2 separate regions of the Mus musculus genome follow, and region 1 is linked to region 2. A link is a contact called in public HiChIP or PLAC-seq data. All regions are on one chromosome and are shown on one strand. Each heading gives the region's core, a stretch centred on a gene start, on an enhancer-like site or on the middle of the called end of the contact. The rest is flanking DNA. Distances are from core to core; before and after follow the strand shown. Region 1 has its middle 120 kb from the start of Gdnf. Region 2 overlaps Gm41262 (a long non-coding RNA gene).

Region 1 (3,494 bases), core at 248-2,747, 230 kb before region 2:
TAGTCAAGCTATCATGTAAAGAGCTGGGCGTGGTGGCACATGCCTTTAATCCCAGCACTCGGGAGGCAGAGGCAGGTAGATTTCTGAGTTTGAGACCAGCCTGGTCTACAAAGTGAGTTCTAGGACAGCCAGGGCTACACAGAGACACCCTGTCTCGAAAAAACAAACAAACAAACAAACAAACAAACAAACAAACCAAACAAACAAAAAACCCCAAAACACTATCATGTAAAATGTGACCCTATAAATTGTTAATTGTAAGATGCCAGTGGATATCTGAACTGAAGGCTCTGAGAGTCTACCACATCGGTGACTCGGCCTCTGCGCCTAATGACTTGCCCTCCGGGTAAGAGTACCGTCCATGTCCTTTCGATCCTCACACTTGCTTGGATCTCTGTCCTTTAAAGACTCAGGCTGCTTCTGCCATGAAGCCATCTTCAGTTGTTTTTGCTGAAAGTCATAGCTTTTGCTAGTTTAGTGAATAGCCTCTGATATTATCTTTTTTCCAACAGAGTTCAGGTGAAGAGGGCAGGCCTCTGGGAGATCCTAGATCCATGCCAGCCCTCACCTTGCCCATCTGTGCCAAAAGAGAGTTCTCTCTCATGGATCTCCTAGCCACAAAGCATTTAGTTTTTATTCTTTATGTTTTTTTCTTATACTTGTAAGTGTAAATGTAAATGGAATTCTTTGCTTGGAAATTGAACTCATCAGCTATAAATGCTATCCTTTGGGCTGGAGAGATGGCTCAGAAGTTAAGAGCACTGACTGTTCTTCCAGAGGTCCTGAGTTCAATTCCCACATGGTGGCTCACAACCATTTGTAATGGGAACTGATGTCTTCTTCTGGTGTGTCTGAAGACAACTACAGTGTACTCATATACATAAAATTATATCTATATGTCTATATATTTATTATACCTATCTATCTATCTATCTATCTATCTATCTATCTATCTATCTATCTATCTATCTATCTATCTATTGTTCTTCTAGTTATGATGTATAGCTAAGGCAGGCTGCTGCCACTCACAGCTCCATCCCTGAAGTCGGGCTGGGAGTAAAGATATATACCACCATGCCCTGTCTAAGATGTTTATTTATGTATACGTGTATGTGTCTGTTAGGTTGTGTGCAGATGTATGTGGGGATGAAAAGGTGTTGGATCTCCCTGGATTTAGAGTGAAAGGCTTCTGTGAGCCAAGCTACCTGACATAAGTGCTGGGAATTGAACTCGGATCTTCTAGAAGGTCAGCAAGTGCTCCTAACCACTGCACTATCTCTCTCGCCCACCTAGGGAGAAGGTTTTAAATTCAGACACACATGAACAGCCGTGCCTTTTCTAAAGTCTGCAAGACCTATTTGTCATGACACAGGCGGTTGCTAGTCTTTCTTTCATTCTGAAAACAAGTCTCGATCATTTGGCTAGTTTTCATATGGGTGAAAAGTTATGTAATGAGACTAGTGCCATGGGCTAAGAGATGCATGGGAGGGGCAGAGACCAGTAAAAAGTTATAGCCTAAGGGTATCGACTTCGTGAAGCAGATGTATGACTAGATGGTGAGTCAGCATCTCTCTTTTTTTTTTTAAAGCAAGACTTTATTATATTAATGAATGGGTAGAATGGAAAAGCTATGTTGAACATAGACTTCAATTTCAGATCTAAGGCCTCCTTCTGCACTTTCCCATAATTCCTCTTCCCTTTGTCCTCCCCACCTCCCAATCCCTGAGCTCCCTGCACTCTGACGGGGATGGTGCTCATCTGCTTCGGAGCATACCTGTTGGATCATTTCCCCTGGGTGCTCCTGAGCCTGTGCCCAGCCCAGCAGGTGTGCCCCTGAAGCACAGAAAGGGAATTCCTCCATGCTACAAAGGAAGTGTGATTGTCAGGTAAGTGAGTGCCAGGAAGCGCCTCCCTTGACTAATGTGTGTCTGGACTCTGGGAAATATTCTGGGATGTAAGGAAACCTCATTCCACTTTTAATTCAGGGACTGAAAAATTCTCTGCTGTCAATCAATTCTGTGATAAAGGATACATCTTTTTTCATGGTCCATGAACATGGCGAAGCAAGGTTAAATTATTCAAACTATAACAAACCAGTAACTTTTAGTATACTTCACCATGTTTTAAAGCACAATTTGACATGAAGTTACCTTGTTAAAACTACCTCCTAAGCTTGTAAATACCCTCCTGATAGATTTTTCAATAGTTACAGGTTACAAAATCAAGGTTATTTCCAGAATGAGAGAGCCAGTTCCAAGATCAAGGGATGTAATAGTCTAGATGTGTTCACTCTGATGCGAAGATACATGATGAGAGGGAGGACAATAATTCCCATTGTTTGGGTGTTATTTGTTCATATTGTCAAATTTAATCCTCATGGCAGCCCAGTGAGGTAGGAGCTATAGTAATCATCTTACTCATGGGGACAGAGGGATGAGAAGGATTAACAAACTTGCCCAAGGTGACTGACAGTGACTTTCAGGATTGGAATTTAAGCCAGTTATTATGAATCCAGAAAATGTGCTTTACTTAGTGTCTCCTCATACTGCTAGTAATAGTCAAGTCCTGTCCTGCCCTTTTCTTCCCCTCCTCTTCCTTGTTACGTTCCCCCCCCTTCTTCCTTTCTTCTATAGATTGATTCTTTTCCATTTCTGCTCCTTCTTTACATAGCAGTCCCAAAATGGCATAAGTACTTCCTATGTTCTAGGGAGGACATCAATAGGTAAGGACTCAAAGGTGAACAGACCGGGTCCTGTCTGCATGAGAATTGCAGATTTCTTTGCTTCTTGCTCCATTCTCTCCGACTTGCTCTTCTTCCATATTCTTCCTCCCCCTCCTCCCTTTCCTCCTCCACTTCTTTCTGGTCCCTTCCTCTTCCTTCTTTTCCTCTGTGGATCCCCTTCATGAAAGATGTCATCACTGTCACAAATAGCTGATAACTTGGGGCTACTCTACCAGTATTTCCCTATGAGTCACACAACTGCTAACAGAAGGAAAGGCCAGAACAGAAGTGTCCCTTTGTCAGGGTGAGGAGAGGATTCCAACAGGGCAAAGGCAGACCTGACAGTAAACGGTGCTAGAAAATAACAAGATCTCACATTGTCAAGGAGAGTCTCTCAGAGCTGAAGAAAGTGGAAATTGCATGAGATTCATCACCATTTTGGAGGTGATAAAGATTTGCTTGTCTGAGTCTTCAGGGGACTCACAAAGTAAAGGAGGTGGTTGGGCCCACATTTTTCATGTGACTCTGTTAAAATAATCAAAGGGATTGAAGTGAAGGAAAGAAAATGATTGATGATAATTCATAAGAGTGTACATATGTCTATATGAATTCATGACACATTTATTTTGGTATAATACAGCATGGGGGAAAGTGGGTTATGTAATTGTGTGTGTGTGTGTGTGTGTGTGTGTGTGTGTGCATACTATTTTAAACTCTGGACCAGCTCATGAAAACATCACGTTCTTGTTTGAACTATTTTTAGATATCCACT
Region 2 (3,074 bases), core at 427-2,926:
CTCTCTGAAGCCCCCCTGTCCCATACAGCCTGCGGAGAGCCAGGTCCAAGTACCAGGCATGACATACACAATCAGTAGCAGACTCCAGCCTTGCCACGGCCTATGCTGAACTCCTAAGCGGAGAACACATCGCCTAGTTACTGAGCCTTGAGGCCAGGAAAATTTGACAGGAAGGGAGTATAGGTGCAAAGATGGAGAGAACTCAAGGTCAAGATGATTATGGTTGGAGCAGGACAGATAGGGCATGACGGAGAAGCGAACTGGAGCAGCGAGGCCTCCATTACAGATCACGGGATGAAGCATGACATGTCGGTGCTTGTTTCTGAACTGGAGTGAGAGAGCCTCCCAGGCAATGGTGGGCCCTGAGACCCCCAAGAGCAGCATCCTTTCACTGACCTTGGTGTCTGTGAAAGCAGTCATCTTTACCCACACATCCATCATCTTGGGGACAAACGTGGTACTACTCATGGCCCACGGCTAGTCAAGTCGGGCTATCGTTTTTAGTGTTGGATTTCGTGCCAGGCTAGGGAGGGGAGGTGGAAAGAACAACACAGTCCTGGGGCTTGAGGTCGAGTCTCAGCCTCTTCACTTTGATTTGGGGACCTTGAACAGTTAAAGCTCTGGGAAGGCCTGTTTCACCATCTGGAACCTGAGATGGTGCGTCCCTGTCCTTGTACCTGCCAGAGTATCAAGTGAGGGGTTGAGAGAAGTGGCAAGGGGCACTGAGTGTGGGAAAGGGCCGCACAGGGGTGAGGCAGTACAGGCCGAGTTATGCTGCAGTAACAACACAGCCCTGATACTCACTCTTAATTCAGTGTTTCTTCCCTATTCTCCCTGTCTAGTACAGGCCAGACTGGGTGGGGAGGGTGGGCATCGCTGAGCTATTTGTAACCACAGAGGAGCACAGAAATGTGGGCAGCCATCAGCTAACGGGTCAGAGGAGGAAAAACAACGTGCAGTGTGCGTTCAGTTGTATCTCACCAGCCAGCCAGAGTTATTTGGAGGTCAGGTAGGCAAGGATGTGCCATGCTACAATGGAAGGTTAGATAAGATGTGGTTCCTGACCATACACAACTTACTGGCGCTTACTTCAGACTCCTAGCCAGGGGTCTCTGCAGCATCGCTCAAAGAAAGATTTCTCTCCTGCTGTGGACCCCACCCACTCCACCTGCTGGGTACCACTCTCTACTACTGCATTCTCGGTTTTGCTCAGAAGCCAGAACATTAACTGCTGCCTCAGCCACTGCCATGCTGGCTATGTGGTAACCAAGATTTCCTGTTCTTTCTCTGTCTTTCACCCAGAGGAGAGGCGCCCAGGATGCCCTCCCCAACTGCAGCTAATTGCATCCTGCTTGAACACAGTTAAGAAGACTAGCCTTCTGCTCACTTGGAGGTCTTCTTGTGCAAGACCCCTGCTGACCCCTCAGTGGTCCAAGCTCAGGTCTCTGACTACTTCAGGGAAGAAATGAACTAACTCAAGACAGCTTCTGCTTCTTCCTCCCTCCCTCCTCAGAGACACTTCCCTGTCCTCCTTCCTCCTGACCACAGCCACCCCCATCTAAGTAGTTTCTGGCCACCTGGCCTGAGACCCATCCAAGCCTTGACTTCTTCCTTCTTGAGTCATGACACTTCCTTCTTGGATACTTTATCTGGGACTCTGAAACATAAACAAAGACTGATGTAATACTGTAGCCACAAGAACACATACCATACATCACTGTATACTGGGCTCTGTTCTGGATGTACAATGAATACTAATTTGTTACACGTTCGCAGTAAGCCCACATATAAAGTGGATGTTATAACTGTCTCCATTTGAGGTTAACTATAAGTGCAGCCAGTCCACAGCTAGAACATAGAAGAATTGAGCTTCCATCTAAGTCACGTGACAGCAGAGCGCAACCTGAGTTATTCCCACTGTGTGGTGACTTATCCAATGTTTGGGAGAAACTGTTAGAGATGCAAGCAAGAGTTTGTTCTCTGAAGCTTATTTCATGGATGGCAGGAAGAGCCTTCCCAGTGTATTAGGAGGCCGTGGCTGCCCTCTGCTGGTTATTCATGAGCATTGCCACTCGGGCACATTGAGCTGAAAGACAATTCAGAGAAACTGACCAGATATCTTACATGCAATTGGCATATTAACTATTTCCTGCCCCACCCCCACCTCCACCCCCAGTTTGGTGCAGTTTACATTTGGTTGCTTCCACCTCACCGCCTGCGGGTGAGATGGGGGGAACAAAAAGCAGACAGCCAGCTCTTCACCTCCAAGAGCAAGCAAAAGCAAACCACAGTTATGCAACTATCAAATAGCAAGTCTATGTGTTTACTGTCACGGGAATTACTGCACAGTGCTCCATGCCCAAGAAATGTCATCCCAAACAGATGCAAAAGCACATTTTGGTCACTTATAGCTAAATTAGTCTAAAATGCTTTCTAAATTAATCTGGGTATGTTCTTCTCCTGATGGACATTGTGTGCAAGGGGGATACTTACAATTCAGCTGTTTTGAATTAGCTATAAATACTATGCCATTTTTCTTCTTTTTCTTTGATGTAGAAAGATGGAGGTAGCTGTCTCTGATTTTAGTTATCACAGAGCTTGTCCTAAGAAATGGGCCTGGAGGAGCCTGGAGTGCTTAGAGTCGTTAGCACTGGAGACAAGTTGGATATTGCTCAGTACCTCTTCCTGTGGAGAAGGACAGGAAGAAAAAAGGACCATACTCCAGATCAAACTCTAGAGGTTGTTCCCACGGGCTTCTCCGGCCAAAGCCTCGGGTGACCCGAGGAGATTTGGGTCCTTGAGTTTGGTGGGCTTTCAACTCCCTGGCAGAGCCACTTGTAGACCCTAGCTTGTCTAGAGCCCTCTTCTGAAGGAGAGGAAGTTGTGTGCCTACAGGACATAAATCACACTGCCGGCACATCATTTACTAACAGAGCATGTGTGTAATGTTTCACACCCTGCCAGCACGTTCTACTTATACAAATGTGGAAAGTATAAGAACTGTTGATGTGAGGACTTAGAAATGCAGACCCACTTCCAGGACTGCCTGACGATCTACCGCTGAGTGTCCAGCT

Evidence for each region. HiChIP or PLAC-seq counts read pairs in DNA pulled down with a chosen protein or histone mark.
Region 1: a contact with region 2 is called in an H3K27ac HiChIP or PLAC-seq map of the NIH/3T3 cell line, with 3 times the contacts expected there. The contact joins two enhancer-like sites. A contact is called at or near these places in 1 of 15 datasets of contacts at CTCF or cohesin (the NIH/3T3 cell line), 4 of 484 Hi-C or Micro-C datasets (cortical neurons, embryonic stem cells and nephron progenitors) and 3 of 115 datasets of contacts at active chromatin or transcription factors (the NIH/3T3 cell line and embryonic stem cells).

The regions. Positions count from the first base shown.
Region 1 is chr15:7,692,229-7,695,722 of GRCm38.p6, reverse strand. No RefSeq gene overlaps it. Among named protein-coding and RNA genes, the nearest start is that of Gdnf, 120 kb to the left of the region's middle. Within about 2 kb of position 1,497, at least 13 of the 459 cell types and tissues checked have an H3K27ac peak or open chromatin away from gene starts, as enhancers often do. A contact at or near this core is called in the NIH/3T3 cell line, where this site is marked.
Region 2 is chr15:7,459,268-7,462,341 of GRCm38.p6, reverse strand. All of the region lies in intron 2 of Gm41262 (a long non-coding RNA gene), which reads left to right. Among named protein-coding and RNA genes, the nearest start is that of Gm41262, 7.5 kb to the left of the region's middle. Within about 2 kb of position 1,676, at least 16 of the 459 cell types and tissues checked have an H3K27ac peak or open chromatin away from gene starts, as enhancers often do. A contact at or near this core is called in the NIH/3T3 cell line, where this site is marked.